Regions from separate parts of the Mus musculus genome. Here all the other regions are linked to region 2. Evidence: chromatin contacts called from public HiCAR-type and promoter capture Hi-C data. All regions are on one chromosome and are shown on one strand. The core of a region is the stretch at or near the end of the contact, and the rest is flanking DNA. Distances in the headings are between cores, read along the strand shown.

Region 1 (3,564 bases), core at 385-2,884, 1.8 Mb after region 2:
CTTGGATTTTTCATAGTTTATGTCTCAATATTTAGGAACGGTCTTCCTCTTGAAGTATTAAAGCCACCGTACTACCCCGGTAATAACATTCTTTTAGATGTTTCCCGAGTCTCAGTTATAGCCTTGCCTATGAATAAACAATCTACACTTACACATTCTTCCCTTAAAAACATAAATGCATTAAAAAACACAAAAATATTAAGTTCAGGCAGATCTAAAATATCTCTGCTACACTAGCAAGGTGAGAGACTTCAATATGTATATATCTATATCTGTATCTGTCTATCTATATATATATATATCATATACTCAGAAAATGAAACAAAAGACAGTCAGAACTTTTTCTCTCTAGTGTGCAGACTACAAAATTCAATGCAAAAAGAATATATCCATCAAGCTCATGACCCACCTGTCAAGACATTCTTCAGCATTTATTGAAAATTAATTTTGCTGTTCCCTGCTGACAATACACTTGTTTAGAAAACTTCCTATGAATATAAATACTATACCTGTCATATAAACCGTAGCTATCTGGAAGCGTATATATGTCATCAAAACAGTTTTACTAGACTTTTTAGAAAACTGCCAGTGAACACAAAATACCTGCCCCTGAATCTGCAGTTCCCTGTTATAATCTGTGTCCAGAAAGCACAACTTACTAACTCTGCTAGACAAAATTCTAGCCTTACACTTTACTTACTGTAATTAGTAAAATGCATCAATTTCTCCATAAAGCCAATATATAGTTAGCCATAATAGTTCTAATCCAATACTTCTTCTCAGTACCCCCAAACAAACTCCTAAATTCAGGACTGAAACGTATTAAGTCCCCAAACTACATACTTAGGACATCTCATTGAACATTTATGACTGAATCATACTTCGTTAAGTCTGAACATCAACACTAAAAACAAAGTTTACATTGCAGCTTGTGGGTTATTCTTGGTCCTCACTCTCATCTGACAAAGTACGCTACATTCCTATGAAATAAATATCTATCGATGACCAGGAAATTCACAGCAAAGTATCCACAACTTCAAGGAAATTAGAATGCCTGAAATGTAAGAGAATCTTGTAATGGGATTCTGAACACAACCCAAATCCAAGGCCATAGACTCAATTTCTAAAAAGAAAACTGAAATTTCCAATAGCATCCGTGGCGAGCCCAAAGCACTCGCTCAGCCAACGCAGCTTCAGGCAAAAACAGACATGGCCGCCCGCAGGATCCTGAGCCTCGGGCCAGGAAGCAAAGACCCCGGCGTCGCCAGAACCCCGCGCTGTCACCTCACCCCTCCGGACGCACAGCCGAGTCCCACCGCCCCGAGCACCCCGACAGCGCTACGATACGCGGGAAGCTGCTGTCCCAGGGCCCAGCCCGTGTCTGTCAGGGCGGCCCAAGCCGGCTTCCGGCTCGCACGTGTGTAGGCCCTGCCGCCGCCTCCCCGCGTCTCCAGGCGCCTCTCTCGTCCCTACGCCGTCCTCCTTCTCAAAGCTTCCTCACCTCTTTCACAGAGAGAAACTCAAGAAGCGGAAAGACCAGGTGCCGATCCAGAAAATGCGCGATGCGAGTAGTCAGGTCGTACTCCGCCATCTTGCCGGGGGAAAGGAGCGCTTGTTCGCTAAAACTTTATTGACAGCTCCGAGAGGCGGACAGGCCCCGCACTGCGCATGTGCAGTAGTGGCCCCGCCCAAGCGTGCTGATGACAACGGCAGCAGTTGCGCGTGGTGGCCTCTCCCTCCCTCCCCACGCCTTCTGGGTGGGGCTCAAACTTTGCACATAATTTCTCTTGTTTGGAAGTTCTGTCGCTTCTTGTACCAATAAAGAAAAGCTAGTTTTAAGGAGGAAAGAACCCAAGAGTTTAGTTTTACACATAAGTAGACGAAGTATAGCCTGCCTGACATCTACGTGGAAAGAGTACATATTTGAAACTACAACTAGGTCTCAAAGATCAGTACTAAAGCAATACACTATTAACTCTGGGTAACTTACTAATGGAACTGAAAACCATGCATAAAATTAAGCTGAAAGAGTGTTTGAAAGAGAGGTGAGGGAGGTTAAATCTAGGTAATTCACCTTACACAAATGGGGGCAAGTATGATCAAGCCTAGAAACTAGATCACTGAAATATATGTGATGGCTATTTATGGTGGTCAACTTGACTACATTTGGAATCTAACAAAATCACAAGCAGTTAGGTACATCTGTGAGAGATTTTTCTTAATTAAGCTATTTAAGATAAGACCTATCTTAAATCCATATCACTAAGATGAGAAGATCCACCTTTAATCTGGACCTTTAGGCAGGCTAAGTATAGAAAAAGAAGATTAAGCCCTTTGCTAGCTTGCCCTTGTTCTCCCTGGCAAGTTCATTCTTTCGCTGACATTAAAACCTAGTTCTCCTGGATTCCAGCTTATACTGAAGATCACCTAGGACATCCAGCCTTAATTGAACAGCTACTATATTCTTAGACTTTTCATTGGGAGACAGACATTTTTGGAATAGACTATAACCTGTAATCCATTCAAATAAATCCAATTTACACACACACACACACACACACAGACACACACACACACACACATCTTAGGGTTTTACTGTTGTAAACAGACACCATGACCAAGGCAGCTCTTATTAAGGACATTGAATTGGGGTTGGCTTACAGGTTCTGAGTTTCAGTCTATTATCATCAAGGCAGGAACATGGCAGCACCCAGGCAGGTTTGGTTCAGGAGGATCTGAAAGTTCTACCTCTTCATCTGAAGACTGCTAGCAGAATACTGGCTTCTTGTCAGCTAAGATGAGGGTCTTAAAGCTCACACTAACACTGACATACCTACTCCAACAGGGCCACAGATTCTAATAGTGCTACTCCCTGGGCTGAGCGTATACAAACCATAACACGCATTCAACCAGTCTCTCTCTAGAAAACCCTAACTAATATAACCTGGATGAAGGAGGGAAGCACCAGAGGATCCAAGAAGCATTTAGTTAAGTAAAACAGCTCTGATAGCTCATGGCAATAAATAAAGCCTACATTTGTATTTAAATTGTTCACAGCCATTTATTTATTTACATTTACTTAAATTATCCACAACAATTTTCTCCTGTTAATATTTGACTCTGGTCATTTCTTCCTGGCACATCCTATCCTATTGATGACCTTTACATGGACTCTTTCAATTAGTTGTGGATGAAAAAATCTACTCATAGTGAACATAAAAGGCAAAAGGAGAAAGATCACAGCAACATATATAAACATGCTTTGAAGATATTTACAAGAAAGATATTCTAGTAGATCTTCTAGTAGATATAGGATGCAGGCAGTGTGAAAAGAATGGGGTTTGTATGCTGGTAGTACTAGGTGTAATACTGATCTAAACAACTAAGGGAAGATTAGAGTATTGTGAGCAGCCGATTGAAATATGAGCAGAACAGAGAGTATCAGTCAGGCTGATGCCCAATAGACTACCAATGGAATACTGCAGATAGAGAATGCTTGGCTGACTGGGTATGATACATCTTAAAATAGACAGAGAAGAGAGCACTGAAGGTGGTCCAGGAACC
Region 2 (3,512 bases), core at 974-3,473:
ATGGTCCCGTGTCGGGCAGGAGGTCCCACCTCTGTGAACCAATGTATAATTTTCTCAATGTATCTATGCTAGTGAGTTGCTTTCACTTGGCATTCAAAGTCTTGAACGCAGTACATTTTGAACCATAGGTTTTATGTAGGAACCGAAACAGACTTTAAAGTGAAGGCATGTCCCCCTACAGAGAGTGTGTGTGCAGTGTCAAAGAAATGTCAAGATCACACCACCTCAAGTGTGACTGGCAGGAAGTAATAGTGTGATGGCACCCGTGTGCACAGCATTCATCTCTCATCCCATGTTACTTAGGACAGGAAAGGATAGATAAGCTTAAGAGATAGCTTCAGAGGAAAGAAAGTTAAACATAAAACTAGACTGTGATTGCAAATTGAAGGATCTGATTTAGGAGTATGTCTTGAGCAGAGACATACACTGTTATAGCGCTGTTAAAAAGTACAACCGTGTGCCTTCTGTTGGCAAGCCAAGCTTTCCTAAGTCTCAATAATGGCAAGTGAATGCATTTTTATTGAGCATGTACTGTGAGCTCTTGGTGAAGCTCAGTTCTAGTCCATGCATAACCTCAAAAGACATAAATGAACTGGGATAAAATAGTCACTTTCAAGAGAACGCAAAATCTAGGCTCTGGATTTCCTTCTTACAAGTAGAGAAAACAAGATTACCAAATTCATTAGCTGCACTGAAAACTGCGCCTAGTTTCCTGATTTCTTACTCTAACTACAGCTATGGATTTCAGGAAATAATAGGTTATATTTAAACTTGGGTAATTTCTCATCCGGCAGATTTTGGGTTCAATTAGGTATTATTTCAGGCAACAGTTGTCTCCAGGCTTCAACGTCCTCTTCTGTCAAATAAAAGCAATGAATTCTTAACTGATGAATCTAATTTGGTGACTTCCAGAGAAAAAGCTAAAACTATAACTTGACCCAGGAAATATGTGAACATCTCATTCTTATAATTGAAATCTTTATTGATTTTTTCAGGGTAAAAAATAATGGGTTTCATTACGAAATGCATGTACATCACTATGCTTTTCTCAAATTCATTTCTTTTCCTTTTCAGTATAAATATTTCCTCCTCCCCTTTCCTCTTGGCTTTCGTTTTACAGACTGATGGACGTTTCACTTTCAAAGGAGAGAAGAGATAACACTAGTTGTCAGCAATTGAGGTGGGGTATCCTGGAGATTAATAGTGAGAACCCACTCACTACCAGGTTTTGAGAGGCCTTTGGGCTGATTTGCTGGTCGGATTGATGCAGTCTCATCTTGGCAAAGGGACCGACTTCCTTCAAGAAAGGGCCGAGGTCCAGTCTACCTAGTTGTACTTTGGCCCCTACCCCTACTCCTCTCTCATAATTTCCCAGGCAGAGTTGGAAAGGTGGGAGCGGTGGAAGTAGAAGGCAGCAGGCAGGGAAAGTAAATTACAGTTCAGGCAACAGGAACAGTGCCTCCAAGGTCAGGCTGAGTGTCAACTAATTATGTAAAATCCTGCGGAAATAGAAGTCGGGGAGAAGCCCAGCCTACTCTTGTATTTAAGGAGATCTTTCCAGAGCCCCTTTCAACCCACAGCCCCATACCTTCACCCTTTGGCCAGATCTTTGTATTTTGCCCGCCTTCCTTGATTTCTCGTTCCAATTCCACCAGAATAACCCTGAAAACTTTTTTCTTCCTCTTGGTAAGTCAGTAGCAGAGGAGCTTTCCCATAATTTCAGACCAGTATCTTCTCGATGTCTCTGTCTAAGGCCCTGAGGCTAGGGCTGCTGGGCAGCTCTGGGGACCGGGGACGGGAAGGGGTGCCATACCCCGCAGCCTGGAGTTGGGACTCTGCTCTGGCTACCCTGGCAGGTGTCTGTTCTTGGGGCACGGTTTCCCAGGGCAGGGGTCCAGGAGGACGCCAGCTCCCGGAGCCCGAGAGTTCGCTGCGGGGACGCGCGGAAAGGGGGTGCGCTGGCAGCCGGTAGCTTCCTTCCGCAGGAGCTATTTTTAGCAGGGCTTCGCCCCCCCTTTTCCCGGAGCCGCCGGCGTGGTCGCCTCCAGCTCGTGGCCGTCGCTCTGCAGCTCGGCGCCGCCTCCCCCGCCGCGGATGGCTCTTGGTAGCTTCCACGCGGGCAGGTCCGGAAACTGAGCAAGTCTGCAAGCGCTCCGCGGCCCCGGCGGCGGCGACGGCGGTGGGGGCAGAGCTGGGCTGCGTCAGGCTGAGCGCAGTCCGCGCGCGGCCGCGGGAGCGCAGTGCCAGCGCCGCCCGGCCCCACCGAGAGGGGCGCACTCGCCGCTACGGGGCTCGCACCGCTCGCCGCAGCCCCCTCCCGCCGACCCGCAAGTAAGTTTGTGCGGCTGCTGGGCGCCGCCGGGGCGAGGGCTAGGCGCTGGGGGAGCTGGGGATGGCGAGCGGGAAGAGCGCCTGGACACCCGGAGAGCGGGCAGCCTTCTGCCTCCGGAGTCCCGCGCTTCTCCCAACCGCTGGGCAGGTAGAGAGCTCCTGCTTACAAGGATGCTCTAGCAAAAGCTATAATGAGCAGACCCCGGAGGGTAGGACTGGCTCAGGGTTCAGGTGTGGGTCACTCTGGAAGGAAGAAGGACCGCGGATGAGGGAGCGGACCCGGCAGGCCAGGAGCCGGCTAGTGCCCGATGGGGAAGGGAAGGTTTGGAGAGCAGGGACCTGCCTGGGAACAGCCAAAAAGGGAAAGTGGTGTCCCTAGGACTGACAGAGGGTCAGAGAGCAAAATAGAAGGGCGGTGTGTCCTGAACCAGGATGACAGAAGGGGAGATAGATGGAAAGTGGGGCGTGTGAAAAGCGGATTTGTAGGAGAGTAAAGGACGCCAGTGGAAGGGTCAGTGGGCGCCTGATGGGCGGGTGAACTTGGTTAATTCGGGGAATCAGAACAAGCTTAGGTAGATATGATGGAAAGAGGCAGATTTAATTCAAGCCTCCGGAGGGAGTGTGTGAGGCAACACGTTGTGAGAACCAGCGGGTTTAGAAAGTGGCCTGGAAGGGAGGGCTGGAAAGGTGATGAGGGATATGGGGGAATGTGAGCAGGGAGTGGGGTAGATTCATGCCTAGGATAGGGAGGAAGGGGAGTTGCAAACCTGTGCATAGGGTTGGAGGCTTCCGTGAGTCAAGTCCCATGGTAGAGGTTTAGAGGTACTTCTCTGAGGTTCCTCTTCCATCTCCTATCTGGTTTGGAGGCTCCTAGGATCCTGGACAGAGATGAAGCAGGGAGGAAGGTAGTCACTTAAGGGGAGCCACCAGTGCTTTCGCTTACCGGATTGTGTATCCGGGTTCCTTTTAAGCAATGTGGGGCTGGGTTTGTGCGTTACACAGAGGGGGAGTGGTGTGTGTTCTAGGCCAAGGGGATCCCTAGTCTCCTATGGGGAGGGGGAATTTGTGTTTTGGGCTGGTTAGTAAGGTAGAAGTCTGCAGCGTGCAACACGCAGCAGGGGGTGTACATGCATGCGCTTTGCAGGTGCGTGGTGCAGGCCAGGGGTCCTCCGAGCTGTGCA
Region 3 (3,350 bases), core at 576-3,075, 1.2 Mb after region 2:
GGAAGAGAAGCGTTTACAAATGCTGTCGAGGCTCTAGAAACGTGGACTTACCTGTTACATAGCTAAACAGCGATTAAAGAATGAGCAGAAACAAGAGCTCACCATGGAAAGGGCAGTCTTAACAACAGCAACTACAAAATGTTCTATGGTTTATGAAGACGAAGAAGAAGAAAAAAGACCCACAAGAGATCAATGCGACTTCTATAAAATGGGATCAAATATGCACTCAGCATTAACGTTTCCCAGGAGACTGAGGCTCCCAGATGACACCGTCTCTGTCCCTAACCCAGGGAACCAGGGCTTGTCAAAAATTAGCACAGCCTTCTTGTGTTCAGCCCAATCTGCAGGTGGGTACAGGAGACTTCCTGAACTCAGTTTCTACCTTCAATGTGAGCAAAACCCCTTTCTTACAATTTTCCCATCAGAAGCTATTTTTTTTTTTTCATTTCAGATGTCAGTCCTCATATACCACTTGTGAAGTTAAGTTCCTTTAACTTACAAATACAATCTTTCTAAACGAAGACAATATGGGTACTTTATACTTATTCTCATTGCATACTTTTATTAAAAGTTGGTGGGGGTAAGCATTTTATGAAGATTTCCCATGGCAACTCACAAAACTCCTTGCTGTACATTCCATTTGAACCTCTGTTAATATCACCATTATGATTTCCTTTTACACCACCTTGTCCAAGAAGTGCGCGCTTACTTTTTCAAAGTTGGGCTTTGACAGTCAAAATGCCTAAGATAAACTTTAAAAAACAACAGGGTTGGCATAAAATTTGCTAATGTTAGACGCACATTTAGGAAGCTACAGGATCAGAGGTTCCCACAAGCCCAGGACCCTTGGCTTACCCAGGAAGTTGAGTCCAGAGAGGGAGCCTTTTTTCTTTTGCAAACACTGCCCCCCGGAGCAAAAGGTAAACACAAATGCCCCCTACGGAACTCTGAGCTCCCTGCAGAGAGGGAAGGGAAAAGCTCAGAGCAATTAGAAACCGAAAGCGATCACTTACTTTTTGCAGCCACTGAGTATAATTTTCCATCACATGCTCCAGATGCTGAAGTTTCTGGGAAGAGAAATCCGGCTCCACGTGTGGAGCATCCCTTTGCAGAGCGTTGGTGTTGTACTGCTCTGTCGCACTCTCACGGCAGTTCCCGTCGTGTTCTGGAAGAATGAAAGTGTAGGCACATTGCCCATGTTGAATCCGGTTATATCTTCTCCCTCCGTTTTCTGGATTTCGGCGCTGGTTGCTGCACCCTATGTGAGTCAGAATGGCAGCGAAGAATGCAAAGGAAAGGAAAACTGTCATTGTACTGCCAGCGCTTGCCTTCCGTGCCTCCTGCAAAGCTTGCTCTTCTCTTCTGACCTTTAAACTAGTTCTTTATTTCAGGTAAAACTGCTTGTTTGACTCTTTCCCCGTTAAAGAAAGCGTTTGAAGAAGATCCACAGAAAACTAGCCATTTGTTAGCTTTGTTCTAAAAAAGCGTTACTTTAAAAAATTTTAACTGTAATGATAGTTTCCTTCGTTAAAACTTGAGATATTTATTGCAATAGTAGCTTAGATTTATTGTTTCCTCTCTGTGTAACCGTTCAGCGTGGAGCCTGCCCGCGTCAGCTGCGAGTACATATTCTAGCCCCTTTCCTCTACCCTATCTGCAGCAGATCTGCTATTTTCTCCCAGACCTCAGTGAGTTTTATTAAGGTTGCACATCCAAGCCAAGCTGGAAGCAGGCAGCCTTCACAAGATGACTTGACAGGAATGCATGAGTGTGCCCCTATGCTAAGGATTGCTGATGGCTTTGGGCGGCGGATCGGCTTACAAATTGGCTAGATGCGCATGACCTCGATCATGTATGGGCCTCCCGCCCCCTTCCGCAGACAATTGCCTTGAGTCCTTAGCAGATGCACGGAAAATCAATAAACAGAGCAGTCCACCTTAATAGGTTCGGGTGTGCTTGCTGACCTACTAACATCTAAGCAAGCTAGAAGTATGTTTTCAAAGTTATTGTTTAATTGAGGAACCCTAATTTGGCACAATCTCCAATGGATTTTTTTATAATTGTATAAAATTATTAAATTTAAAAAATTACTCCAGAAAAGACATTTAAAAACTATTTTTAGAAATGGCATTCTCCCCTTTGTATTTACATAGGCTTTAAGGAGAATAAAAGAATCAAAGGATCAAATTATCAAGGAAATTACCATAATTTGTCACTCAAAGCAACATATCATGTGCATACTAAGTAGTATTTTGAAAGCACCTTTTGGGATATGGATTTTAAATGACGCTGGTTTCTTGGTCAGAACGCAGCTGTTCACATTCTCTGAGTATAAATTGAGCAACTTCCCTACAACAACAATGTGGTTACAGTTTAAGACAGTGGCCTGAGAATTATTAATTCCTGTGGTACATGCTAATCATATATTTCACAAGAACCTCTGGCATTGCTATGGCTGCCTTTAACACTGGTATGGAAATTCCACACACATCCTTTGTGGCTACAGAGTCAAACCATCTGAGAACAAGCGTGTATCAGGTGTGCCAATGGCTTACACAAGCGAAACCTCTGCGATTTTTATTAAGAAAGAAAGCCATATGATCCGAAGGTGCTTTCCTAAGTACAGAATATAAATATTTGAATAAAGGTACAGTCAAGTGCAAAGACCAGGAGATGATTACAGAATTTAGGGTGGAATCAGGATACTGGATGTGTGTACATGCAGGATTTTCATTAGGAACTTCGTGGGCTTTGGAAGTGAAAGAGCCTCTGCTCTCAGGCATGTATACAAACAGAAGCCACAGCATGACTCTTGAGTCCTGGAATGGGGGCAGAGCAGTGGGTAAGGGCAGTGGTGGCTACAGATGCATCTTTAGGAAGGAAAGCAGAGGTCAAAACTGACTCCAGAGAGGAGGTGGTTTGCTTACAGTAAACAAACAGTGATGAGATTCGTTGGTCCTTTCCACACCAAATAACAGGCTTCTGGGCAGATTGATACATTATGCCAAACATAGGAGCAAAGTTCTCTGACCCTGCAAGAGACTTGCCACATTACATATAAGAGTCATAGGAAAGGTTGCTCTTAGGCAGCGATAATGCCACTTGAGAGTTTGTTATTTATCACCTCACTTTAAGCACTCCTTATGTATTATGTCATTTAATCATGGCAACAAACCCAAGACATAGGTATTATGTTTAACTCTTTGGGCTCTGAACCTAACTGTCTTTGACAATCTCTGAAAGGAAAAAAACAAAAACAAAAATAAAAAAAACCCTCAAAAGTTAGCCACTCAAAGCTTAATGGCACCCAGGAAAGAGAATTATCTAGTTTACCTATTTATTTTTAAAAA

What was found. Promoter capture Hi-C pulls out the DNA fragments that hold promoters and counts their contacts. HiCAR-type assays count read pairs that join an accessible place to other places.
Region 1: a promoter capture Hi-C map of pre-B cells shows a contact between it and region 2. The contact joins the promoter of Eif3e here to the promoter of Oxr1 in region 2. A contact is called at or near these places in 1 of 39 promoter capture datasets (pre-B cells) and 1 of 9 other capture datasets (liver).
Region 3: a contact with region 2 is called in a HiCAR-type map of astrocytes, with 4 times the contacts expected there. The contact joins the promoter of Angpt1 here to the promoter of Oxr1 in region 2. A contact is called at or near these places in 7 of 39 promoter capture datasets (the 3T3-L1 cell line, 3T3-L1-derived adipocytes, embryonic stem cells and 4 more) and 1 of 115 datasets of contacts at active chromatin or transcription factors (astrocytes).

Annotation. Positions count from the first base shown.
Region 1 is chr15:43,281,102-43,284,665 of GRCm38.p6, forward strand. Eif3e (eukaryotic translation initiation factor 3, subunit E) reads right to left here and starts at 1,635. Exons shown (of 13, transcript NM_008388.2): 1 at 1,502-1,635. The coding sequence starts at 1,591.
Region 2 is chr15:41,445,259-41,448,770 of GRCm38.p6, forward strand. Oxr1 (oxidation resistance 1) reads left to right here and starts at 2,224. Exons shown (of 17, transcript NM_001130166.1): 1 at 2,224-2,331.
Region 3 is chr15:42,675,152-42,678,501 of GRCm38.p6, forward strand. Angpt1 (angiopoietin 1) reads right to left here and starts at 1,826. Exons shown (of 9, transcript NM_009640.4): 1 at 1,014-1,826. The coding sequence starts at 1,310.